Linked DNA regions of Triticum aestivum: region 1 is linked to region 2. A link is a contact called in public Hi-C data. All regions are on one chromosome and are shown on one strand. The core of a region is the stretch at or near the end of the contact, and the rest is flanking DNA. Distances in the headings are between cores, read along the strand shown.

What was found. Hi-C and Micro-C count contacts between places; a contact is called where the count stands out from the background.
Region 1: a contact with region 2 is called in a Hi-C map of leaf, with 9 times the contacts expected there. The contact joins the promoter of LOC123156803 here to the promoter of LOC123161118 in region 2. A contact is called at or near these places in 2 of 5 Hi-C or Micro-C datasets (both in leaf).

What each region holds. Positions count from the first base shown.
Region 1 is chr7B:236,878,257-236,884,817 of IWGSC CS RefSeq v2.1, forward strand. LOC123156803 (chitin elicitor receptor kinase 1) reads left to right here and starts at 3,393. Exons shown (of 11, transcript XM_044574988.1): 1 at 3,393-4,243; 2 at 6,399-6,434. The coding sequence starts at 3,586.
Region 2 is chr7B:236,016,246-236,022,479 of IWGSC CS RefSeq v2.1, forward strand. LOC123161118 (OVARIAN TUMOR DOMAIN-containing deubiquitinating enzyme 1) reads right to left here and starts at 4,909. Exons shown (of 8, transcript XM_044578971.1): 1 at 4,407-4,909; 2 at 3,525-3,590; 3 at 3,326-3,409; 4 at 3,129-3,251; 5 at 2,412-2,464; 6 at 2,194-2,243; 7 at 2,018-2,118; 8 at 572-1,135. The coding sequence starts at 4,907. The coding sequence ends at 863. It overlaps LOC123161117 (O-fucosyltransferase 13), which reads left to right and starts at 4,780. Exons shown (of 6, transcript XM_044578968.1): 1 at 4,780-5,320; 2 at 5,408-5,499; 3 at 5,595-5,662; 4 at 5,916-6,004; 5 at 6,106-6,234. The coding sequence starts at 5,181.

The DNA.
Region 1 (6,561 bases), core at 2,143-4,642, 860 kb after region 2:
TGTCATTTTCGTGCTCTACTTTTGCTGAAAAATGTTTCCTGGCAGATTGTTTACATGTTATTCAATTTTGCCAAGGTTGTTGTAGTTGATCCTTGCATGCTATGAACTTGTTCTTGCCTTGGTTTGTTTCATAAACATGTCTTCTTACTGATGCTATGCTTATCTTGTCATGCAATGACTTGTGGTGAGTGAATCGAGCTTGTTAAGTAGTGTACTTGCTGTTGCTGTTTTGCTAGGTTGAATCTGTTATTTCGTGATGCTATGTAAACCTGCTGCTACTAGTCATTCTATGCATAATCTGGAGATGTTCACTAAAAGTGTTTTGATCTATATGTTATGCTCTATCCATTAATGCCCCTGGTTGCAATTATAGCTTGCTGTAGCTTGTTCATATCTTGCTCCAAAGTTGCTTGATAATATTGCTGTCAGCCTGTTAACATTAAGTTCAGTTGTTATCATGATTGTTTCTAGTGTTCCATGCACCCTATGAGCTTTCTATTGCCATTCTTAGCTTCACAAATATGTCTTCTTACTGTTGGTTGCCTTGCCATGCCATGTATTGCTCTTTGGTGAGTGGTACAAGCTCACCAATATGCCTTCATAATTCTGTTTCTGCCATGTATGAATCTGTATTATAACTTGCCATGTTTACGTGGGTGCCATCATATTTTCTGATCCTTTTTGGCTCATGGTCAGTAAAGGACATTTGATATATGCATTTAGTAGTATCATGACATGCCTTTGTTTGCCTTGATAAGTGCCTATAACATGTTGTTTCATAGCTCTAAACATTGCAACCTGATGTTATTTTCTGCAAAGTCTGAATTGTTATTACTTGCAATCTTACCATGTGTGTTTGAGCATGTTCTAGTGATTTCTGGAGATAGCTCAGTGTTCACGTTTTGTTATGCTTTACCTCTACATCATGCCCATGTCTTTTGTTTTCATGTTGAGATGTTGTAGCATGTTGTTTTGATGCTTGCAAGAGGCCTAGTTGCTGTTTTGGACAGCTTGTCCTTTAAACTTGTTTCATGTGTGTGTTGAACCGTTGCTTCGTTTTGAGTGTGCTCCGTTTTGAGTGTGCTCTATATGAAACTTGCTTGATTTTGCATATAGTTCCATATTATCATGTTGCATCCATATTTTGAGGTGTTTGCTTGATGTTTGAATGCATTTTGCATCAATGCCATGTTTATCTTGTTTTGCTCATATCTTCTAGGCCGTAGCTCCGAACTAAATGAACTTTATATGTAACTTGACTAGAATCTCGTGTAGATCATCTTGGTGCATCTTAACTTGCTGTTTAACAACTTGAACATAAGGTTTATTCAGATCTGGACCAATTTCGAAATATGCATATGAGGACTTACCGGAATTGTTATATGTTGTTCCCGGCCTCATTTAAACTTGCTTTGATGTGTTGCTCTTGTATGCATCATCCCTTGCCATGAGTAGCTTCATGTAGTCTTGTCATGCATCATGCTTGTTTGTGCATCATGTCTTGTTCATGTGTGGTGTGTTTACTATGTTGTGTGCTTCTTCTTGTTAGTTCCTGTTTTATTGCGATCGTGAGGATTCGTTCGTCTACGCTTGGTTCGTCTTCGTGGCTTCATCTTCTTCATGGACTCGTTCTTCTTCCTTGCGGATTTCAGGCAAGATGACCGCTACCCTGGACCTCACTACTATCATTGCTATGCTAGTTGCTTCGTTCTATCGCTATGCTGCGTTACCTATCTTTTGCTCATCAAGCCTCCCATATTGCCATGAACCTCTAATGTTTGACATCTTTCCTATGCAAACCGTTGCTTGGATATGTTACCGCTTTTGCTCGGCCCCTCTTATAGCGTTGCTAGTTGCAGGTGAAGTTGAAGATTTCTTCATGGTGGACAGGATTTTGGTTGGGATTTCTCCGTGATGATCTACTGTGGCAGTGTCTCCGTAGTACTAATGTTCTATCGTAGTAGTGTGCAATTGCGTGTTTTTAATATTTAATGTTCAACATTTTATAGTAAACTTCGTAATTTTGAAATATGCAATGAATCATGTTCAAATTTTAGAATCGAGGGCATTAGTTTTAAGCCATTTGTTACAGAAAAAATAGTGCTCTAAAACATGTTCTCATCACCTATAATCAATTTTAGGGTATTTGTTGAAGATGCTCTAATAATCAACCAACATGCCGGTCTTTGTCTCTTCCCCTCTCCAATACGCCATATATTTAGGGGATATAATTAGTTGGGGAATGTCAAGCTAGCGAAAAGCTGATATACTGGATATCTCAGAACACCTTCTCTGTCATGCTAGCCGACTCAAGCTGTGCCTAAAGCCGCATAGACAAGAATAAACAGAGTTGGGGTAGGAGCTGTCTCTAGTTTGGAAAAAAGAGAAAAGACCCGCGACGATTATTCGGAAAAGATCAACATTTCATTATTGGACACTTGAGTTTTGTTGAATATAAACATGAGTTGATATTAAATTTCCTTGATTCCATTCCTCATTTCGAGGATTTCGCTGACTAAAACAAACAACCAAGTAACCAACCACATCATGCATGCGTCTCGATCACACAACGGCACTAAGGGCATCTCCAATAGATTATATGTTAGCCTTGTTGGTAAAATATCTATGTCATCAACCAACAAGCTATCATACAACTACTCCAATAGGTTGTATCTAAGCTATCCAATAGATAATGAGAAAATAAATGTGATTGCTCTCTATTTCACCTTGGAGTTTGTGCAAAGGTTGTTGGTTATTCTACATACAACTTTGCCCTCTCTTCACATTTATTACATGCCACATCATCACTATGTTCTAGATGGTAAATTTACCAACACCTACTTTACAGCCGTTGGAGATGTTCTAATAGCCTTATTTCTCTTCCTCTTCGACACGCCATATAATTAGGGGATATAATTGGACGGGGAATGTCAAGCTAGCGAATCACAAACCACCGCACGAACGGCCGCCGTCCAGCTTTGCTCCAGATGGTAGTTCCAGAGCACACGACGCCGCCGTCGGCGCCAAGTCCCAAACAATCCCCGAAATGAACAGCTCCAAATGTCACCGGCCGACGTGCCGACGGCCGGGGGAGGTTCCGTAGGCAGCATACATGTATATACCTCGAGAGTTGCTTTGCCATGAATTATTCTAGTACTAGTGCTAATTTAATCCAGAAGCGAACGTGTAATCGCATTACAATAGTGCATCAGGTTAGAGCCTAATAATGTCGCAATTAGCAGTACGCGCGACGGGAACATTCCCCCCGGATGGGACACCACCCCGTGCCCAGCGGGACCTGAGGAATTTCGTAGCACGCTTCGTTTGACCGCGCGGCAACAGCAGCCGCCGCGCTTCCCCCGGCACGACCGCGTCCACCTCCCGCTGGCTGTTTCGCCCAGACCCGCCAGTGAAACGCCGTGGCCTAACTGCCGACTGCCCGCGGCCGCGACGAGTCAAACTCCCCGACGCGTCAGCGTCTTCTCCCCCTCGCTCCCAGTCCATCCCCTCTGGCTACAGACTGTCGAATGATGCCAAGCTTCCTCCGCCCCTCCCGCTAGGGTTCCGCCTCCGCGCCACTCCGCCATGGAAGCTCCGCTACTCCCCCTTTTCCTGCTCCTCCTGGCCGCCGCGGCGGGCCCGAACACGGTCACCGCGGCGGGGGACGGCTGCAGCCGGGGCTGCGACCACGCGCTGGGCTCCTACTACGTCGCGTCCAACCAGAACGTCACCTACATCGCCAACCTCTTCGGGTTCTCTGACTACCGAGTGCTCGGCAAGTACAACCCCGGGATCCCCAACCTCGACTTCGTCGCCGCCGGGGACCGCCTCAACGTCCCCTTCCCCTGCCAATGCATCGCGCCGCCGTCCGCCCCGGCCTCCACCTTCCTCGCCGCCCCCATCCCCTACAAAGTCACCACCGGAGACACCTACATCAGCATCGCCGACCAATTCAACAACCTCACCACCCCCGCCTGGCTGCAGGCCACAAACACCTACCCGGCCAACAATATCCCCGACGTCGGCTCCGTCAACGTCACCGTCAACTGCTCATGCGGCGACCCTGGGATTTCCACCGCTTACGGCCTCTTCCTCACATACCCGCTCAGGGACAGAGAGACCCTAGCCTCTGTCGCCGCCAATCATAGCTTCTCGTCCTCTGAGCAGATGGACCTGCTCAGAAAGTATAACCCCGGGATGGATGGTGTCACCGGGAGCGGCATCGTGTATATCCCAGCCAAAGGTGAGGCTTCACAATTCCCTTATAGATTTAGCTGACTCAACTGTGGCGTGCAGTTTCAGTTAAATTGAATTGAATTCAAATAATGCTGCTATTCGGATTGAATTGTGGGGATACATTGCTCTAGAGAAGTGCGGTGTGCAGTTTTATGCTCAGTTGTAGAGTGATAGTGGTGCTTTGTTCAAAATTCCTTATGAAGTTATAAAATGGGCACCAGAAACCGTTTTGGATTCTCAAGTTCGAGCTATATTAATGTTTGTGGGTGTAGAATGAACCGATTGGACTCTGGTTATGATGCCGACCACATATATTTCTTCCTTCATGTGCCATTTTGTTGCAACATATTGATTGATATTGCTCTGTGTTGCTGATTCTGTAGGTTGGGTCATGCCAATTCTGCATACTAGATGATACCCCACGCGTTGCCACGGAATTGGATATATAGTTTCTAAATATTGTGTAGAATACTAATTAAGTCCTTACATTTAAACTATGTGAGAAATTTCTGCATAAGCAAAAAAAAATCTTAATATGAAAAGTTGTGCATGTCACAATTAAATGCAACAACAACAACAACAAAGCCTTTAGTCCCAAACAAGTTGGGGTAGGCTAGAGGTGTAACCCATAAGATCTCGCAACCAACTCATGGTTGTGGCACATGGACAGCAAGCTTCCACGCACCCCTGTCCATGGCTCAGTGGCGGAGCTATGTGTAAGTCTGGGGGTGCTGTGGCCCCCCCAACTTTGGACCAAACTATGAAGATTTTTTTTTGAGGAAAGGGCTTAGATGAGAATTTTTTAGCAGTTTACACCCTCAAACACCCACGATTTAGCCTTGGCCCCCCCAGCAGTTCCTACCTAGCTCCGCCAGTGCCATGGCTAGTTCTCTGGTGATACTCCAGTCCTTCAGATCTCTCTTTACGGACTCCTCCCATGTCAAGCTCGGTCTACCCCGACCTCTCTTGACATTATCAGCACGCTTTAGCCGCTCGCTATGCACTGGCGCTTCTGGAGGCATGCGATGAATATGCCCAAACCATCTCAAACAATGTTGGACAAGCTTCTCTTCAATCAGTGCTACCCCAATTCTATCTCATATATCATCATTAAAAACCCACTTAAAATGCGCTAATGCATGTTGCATAATAGAGGATTCTAATGCGTAGATCAAACAGATGCTAGTGGATCAAGCTAGTAAATCTACGAAAATGCTAAAAGTCTAACGTCAGATTTTTAGCATGGCAGGTCTAATGTTTTTCATGGCAATTTATGTCGGCGTGAGGATGGCAAATCTAGTTGGTGAGCACAGCAATTTCTGGCAAAAAAATTAAATTGAGGTGGATTTGCCATGCTCACCAACTAAACTTGCCACCCTCGGTAAACATAATTTGCCGTGATTTTTTTTCCGGTCTGCCATGCCTAAAAATCTGACGTTTGCTGGATATTTGGGTCCTAAATCTAACGGCTACAACAATTTTGATGATGTGGAAGCACTCATGTTCATATAATTAGAAGTAGCGGGGATCACTCTTTTAGGTATATAGGATACGGAAACTTAGTTAGAAAATTGCCTAATATTTGGATAATTCGTGAATAGTGCTGCTATTCGAATTGCATTGTGGGGAATTTGGTTAAATTTTAGCTTTGTTTGGCTGACTGAAATGGAGGAGTATTGGGGACTAATTGTCGTACTAGGGAAGTGTGTTATGCAGTTTCGTACTCAGTTGTAGAGTGATACTGGTGCTCTGTTCAAATTTTGTTATGAGGTTTTGGATTGTTAATTGTTTGTAGTTCCAGCTATATTAATGTTTGTGAGGAGCTAATAAACTGATTGAACTCTGGTTATGGTACTGACACCACATATTTCTTTCTTCATGTGCCATTTTGTTGCTACATATTGATATGATGTTGTCCATGTTGCTGATCCTGTGTGTTGTGTCATGCCAATTCTGCATGTATGGTAACTCAGTAAGAAAACAGTTGCCAAGAATTGCATAGTTATACAGAGGCTTAGTATAAACTCTTTGTTGGTTTTATCATCTTCATGTGAAGTATTGAGTCAATAAAAAATTTCCATTATAAAAAAGTTCAATTACACGTTGCGTACAATCGATCACTTGTTCCTGAAATATTTTCCTCTGCTTGTTTGGTTTTCCAGATCCCAATGGAAGCTACCTTCCTCTGGAATCACAAGGGTAAGAGTTGTTATTTTAACTTATATTTCTATCCACTTGATTTTCTTGGTCATGTTATGTTTATTCTCATGCAGTTATGCTGATAAGTATCCTCATCTTGTGCAGTACAGGCAGCCTTTGTCCTTT
Region 2 (6,234 bases), core at 3,659-6,158:
ATCGGCAGCGCGTTCTTTTGACAGAAGACGTGAACATTTCGCTCATTTCAGATTGGTCCAGGAGGCAAGCATGACAAGGGAGGCCATGACCTTCCTATTTGGCAAGGAATTGTCGGAGAGCCTAATCCACCAATCCTTAGTGGACCAAAAGAGGTGCCAGGAAGAGGTGTCAAGGTGATCAAGCTGCAGCCATGCCTTGATCATGCCCCAAACTCTGACCATGAACCTACACTTGAAGAGAAGGTGGTCGACGGACTCTTGCACCTGCTTGCAAAGATATCACCAATTCTAGAAATGTCCATCGTGTAGAAACAAACATGAAAACTAGCGATTTCATGGTCAAGATGACATCCCTTCCTATGTACACCTTCTGTTCCCAAATATAAGACGTTCTGGGAGTTCAATTTAAACTGCCAAAATGTCTTATATTTAGGAACAGAGAGGTAGTACATGCTAATGAGATAATGGACAGCACCCAGGCATCAACCTGGAGCATGTCCCAATTCAATGAGTTATGAACAAAAGAAACTGATTGCTGAGATGAAGCATTACGATGCAGAGGAGTAAATAATTCAAGGAAAAACAAGAACCACGATTAGTCACGATATCCAGAGGTCTTCTCAACAGTCAACCACAATGTTAAATCGTTGTGCTAGAGCACACTTACAACAAGGAAAACTTCGAATTTGAGGGCAGTGACAAGTAAAGCATGCTATGATTACGCCCCAAGAACACACAAGTTCCCTCTTGTAAGGCCGCCTTTGGCAGCATGCAGGAGCAACACAACTACACGGTTCTAGACAACGTTTTCTCAACCTGAATTCATGGGAAAAATCAACCTTGGTGTTTCATCAGCCAGAGATCACTTTGGGTAGAGAATATCATAGTGACCAGGCCGGTAGAGCAGAGTAATGTAAGGTTTCTCCTCAGCCGGATTTAATCCCATTGCAGCATCACCTTCAGAGGAATTGGTTGCAGGGATGAAATCATGGTGGTTCACGCTTAGATTGCCTGTGTCACAAGAGCTTCGGTCTAGGTACATCACGCGGATTGGCACCCCTAACGCATCTGACAGAGCAATAATGTGCACATGGTCGCTTTCCTCGCCCATTGGCTCCACAGAAGACTTGCAAAACTGCAATGCGATTTACAAATCAGGGTCAGTCCCTCGACTGCATATCTATGGACAGCAGACAACTTAACTGAAGTTTAATTAAAACATGTAGGATAGCACCACACAAACACAGGTGAATACATTATCTCTTGTCCTAACATGGCTAAAACCATGGAATAGGAAAAGATAGGATAATACATTATGGGAAGTTAAATTCTACAGGAATTCAAATGCTGGCACAAAGTAGAAGTTGTTCGGCTGCACCACAGGATAAGAACATGAACTTTCTCGAAAGCTTAGGTGTTTGCCATAGTTGTCTTATAAACAAAGGGAAAATTCTTTTGGAACTGAATGCAAAATAGTCCATAGGAAAAATTCTGATGGTTACCAATCCTCCAAATCAAAAGGCTCCAGATGAAATATTCGTAAGGAATAAAATCCTCCGAAATTCCTCATCACAGAGGCCTATCCCTCGAAGAATAGTCCACTGCTTACAGAGCTGCTAATCTATCCTACTCACATGATATCTAGTGTTAGCTTTGTGTAATAATTCTAAAGGAAACTGGCCCTGTACTCCTGTAGGAATACTGCCTACGAACACAAACCAAGGCACCATACCTAACTAATGGTTAAAAACCCATACTAAATGGCATACTATAATCTCACCAGTCAACCTGTTTAGCAGCATTTAAGGCTGGGGCATGGAGTGAAACTATTGCAAGAACACTCTTGATTTCCACAATTCACATGCAATGCAAAACGACAACTCCCAATCAAATAGACTTACACGACAAACAGGACAGTGCATTACATGTTGACAAGGGGTATATACATGACTACTGGTACAATGTCTATGTTCCCACGACCCAATGTTGCATACAAGAACAAAGCAAAGAAGCTAACCTGAGCCACGGTCGAATTTGTCAAGCCAGAAATAAATGGTTCAAAGAACTCAGCCCTCCTTTGAATTTCACCAGAGGTAACAAACCTAAAGAACATGACAACTAAAGAAGACACAATAAGAAAATAGTGTTATCATAGTCAAGAAAGATACATCATAAATATCTGATTGTACAAACCATAATCAGAAGTCGTTTGATCCCTGGTTCTTTCTAGAAGTTCTTCAGGCCTAAGGATACAAGAAAACAAAACAGATTCACCACAAAAGCAAAACTCTGATAATGGCCATGCCATACAATGTGAACAGTTAAAAAATGCCTCTTCCAACAACACTTATTTCCTTTTGTTCATATGAGATTATGCCTTAAGGAGACAAACACAACTATAGAATATTTACCCAATAGAAGTTTCATGCCCCTGCAGAACATTTTGCAGCTCCTCAATGAACATCTGAGGATAACAATGGAGAAAAATATTCAGCAAGGACTAAGGAGGCAAATTATGAGTCCAGGGAGTATTTAACAAAACAATAATTCTATTTTTCAAATACAGATTAATCGGCAAGGCTCAAGTTCTTCGATATGAGCATCTCTACTTACCCATCATTTTCAACCAATGCATATCATATACCAACAGAGCTCCCAACAAAACCATAAAACATAATAAAGACCATTTCGCTGGGCACAATGCATGGCATTCAGAAAGACAGTGTATAATATTTAGTTATTAACAACTAAGAATACTGTATATATCTCAGCGGACTTTACTCATAAAGAGCAACAAACCAATGCATTCATCAAGGGATTGAAGAAAAGGTGTGCAGTATGCTTACTTAGATCAACAGTTGTGACAGTTAACAGTGCACAGGAGTTACAGGCAGGCATTTACTTTATTTTTCATTACAGAAAAAAACCCGCAAGTTCCTGATTACCAACGAGTCATCTAGCAAATTCCCCAGAGACGCATAGAAGGAATTGCAAACAAGTGCACATAGACAGAAGGGGCACATCTAAAAGCTATTCAAGTGAGGAAGATCAGATGGAGTGGAGCAAAAAGTGATACAGAATGGGGCAACTAAGGAGAGATGCAAAAAGCAAACATTGCATAGACTTACAGAGAAGAAGTCTTCAAAAGTGAATTCAATGTATCCAAGACCCGAAAGTGTCTTCTTGCACTGTTCAATGTTTTTTAGGATGCGCTCAACCTCAGCTCTATCTTGTGTCTCAAGGATATGTTCCTAGCAGCAAACCAAACAATCGTCAAATTATGAACAGATGTACTTTGAGTGAAAACCAACACCACAAATACTACCAGGTAGGAGAACATAAAGCTTCGATAAAAGCAGTTTCCATCTCCTCGTGTTCGTCTTAAAGCATCATATTGTTCACCAAGCAACTGCAGGTTAAGCAAGAAAACTTATGGAACAAACTGAAGCACCATAAAAATGGCACACTGGATGAAGAAAAATAATACAGTTATCATGTATCAGAACAAGCAAACGAACAACAACCTTTATTTTCTCCTGTAAAATGGGGCTGCCAGACTGGAACTCTGCTGCTAAGGCGGAGAGAGGTTCCTGCAAGATTCAGAAGATGCCAGTCAGATAAACAAGTTGATAAGATACAACAGTAATTAATATGGAAGGCAAAACAAAAGCAGCAGAACAAAATCAACACCATAAATATACAGATAACCATAACAGTACGTTAAATAGCATTTGAATTCACAAGTACCGCCAAATGCACTTGAGATATCCAACTAGTTGACCGAAATGAAGAGAATAAGATGTTATTTCATTTGACATGAAAACTGCGTGGATGTCGCTCCACAACATCTCATATGGCTTTCTGTCATGTCATTTTTGAACTTCAAACTTCAAGCATAACAGCACATTTTAGAGAAACCCTGGCATAGACTAGGCTCAACTTCTGAGGTAAAGTAGAACCAAATTTTGTTCTCCAGTTTGAGTGCCGAGTTGCCCTTAACTTTTCATAGGCTATTCCTACATTGACAAGCTTGAACAAACTCGCTCAGTCTGTTACCTACTGTACTGCACACCAGAAGATTAAACAAAGGGCTCGGCCAGCCATAATAAACCCTTGATCCTATAACAGAACATGAATTGCTCCCCGTGTATCCAACCTTAGCCATTTCAAACGACAATTGGCCAACGAAACTAAATTCCAGGACAATAGTTACCAGAACCAACATTCGCATACTGCTGGACCAATAGGATCGAATCAACAAAAGGTCTCGGCCAAAAATGGGCACCAGAGTGGCAACACCAAGTGTGAATGTGTGATGATCCCGGCCAAGTATACCACGAGGATGAACAAACGACAGACCTATAGCGACGTAGAGTGAGAGTGAGAGAGGAGTGGAGATGCCTCACCTTGTTACCGATGTACGGTACCTGGGGTCCCTCGGGCTTGGGGTCGGGGTCGGGGTCGCCGCAGCAGGCGTGGTAGTAGTCCCCGCCCATGGAGAGCTCCACCGACACGGTCTCCGGGCTCAACCGGTGCGAGTTAGGGTCAGGCCCGGCCCCATCGCTTCCTCCCCCCTCGACGGGCGGCGCGGGGGCCGGCGGGGGCGCGTCGCCCATGGCCGCGTCCTCGGGGGCCGGTGCCGCGGCGCCGGTGTCGCCGCCGTCCGCCGCCTTGCGCTTGCGGGCGCTCGCGTCGGCCGCCTCCCGCGCCAGCTTCGCGTCGCGTGTGGGTGGGTGGGGATGGGCGTCAGGTTGTGGGTGTGGGCTCCGGACGGAGTTCGAGACGACGGCTTCGATTCGGGCGGAGGAGACCTTCGCTTTTGTGGCAGTCGGAGATCTCGCCGCAGGCGAAAAAAAGGGTAGTGCGTGTCGTTTTGCAGATAAGCCCTTCGCGTCATCCACCTTCATGATGTACTTCGTGACCCCGACATGTGGGGCTGACGCAGCGGGCCTGCGTTCCATTTTCAGGAAGTTAACGCTGTTTCTGTTGGACCACCGCCCTACTCCATTTCCGCACGCCACCTCTCGATCTGGATAACCATCCATGACAGGTGGTCCCTGATTTACAGGTGGGACCTACATTCTGGCTGACAGGTCGTACTTCCGTGCTCGCGGTGACGCCGCGTCGCCGCCGGCGATCAGATCCAGTGCTTCTCGTAGGTAGCGGCGTCGGCGGCGGTCATGTGGTCGACCGCGTCGTCGTGGTGGGCCCACCACCACATACGCCTCCTTCTCCCGGCCCTCTTCCTCGCCGCCGCCCTCTTCTTCTTCCTCGCCTCTCCGCGCTCATCCCCATCCTTCTTCGCCCTACCAGCCTCCAGGTACGCGCCCCGCCCCGACCTGGCATATCAGGTTCTTCTGGACTCTTCCTGGAAGTTACAGATCCCCCGCATTGGGTTTTCCCGCAGGGAGCATTCGCCGTCAGGGTCGCGGCTCATATGGGAGCAGCGGCGTTTGGCGGAGTGGCGGCCGTGCGAGTGGTGGCAGACGGCAATGCCCGGTGAGGCCTTGTGTGCTTCGTGGTTTTCGGTCAGAGTTTAGGATTAGCTTGAGTTGCGGTGATGATTGGTTTCTATCCCCGCTCTCCTTCAGCAGCTCCGTCGACGAGGAATGGCTACATCAGGATAGATTGCTACGGCGGCCTCAACCAGCTGCGGCGCGATGTATGTTAAACTTGGTTTATCCTCCTTGTAATGGAGTAAGACTTCCTTTTCTTATGTAGTGTTAAACTTGGATCATTTGGCCATGCACTGGATGCACAAGTGACAAGTATAGGCTCGTGGAGTCAATAATGGGATCATATGAAGCTTAGGTCGCATTGTATAGAATGTTGTGCAGTGGTGTGCGTTGTCGATTGGCTTTGTTACGAGCTCCTCGGTTGTAATTATTCTGGCCTCTGGTGCAATTGTTCTGCAGCTGTGCGATGGAATTGCGGTTGCACGTCTTCTGAACGCCACAATGGTTCTGCCCAAGTTTGAGGTTGCTGCATACTGGAACGAGTCTAGGTACTGGAGTCACTTGGGGGGAAACGAAGGCTTCTACTGTTGTTGCTATGTAGTGCACTTCTGTTCAAACTAATCATGTGCTTATCGGAATGCTTTGTCAGTGGTTTTGCAGACGTGTTTGATGTTGATCACTTCATTGAGCAAACTAGAGGTTATGTGGAGGTGGTCAAGGATATGCCCGAGGAGATATCGTTGAAAGAGCCATTTAAGGTCGATTGCCGAAAACAGAA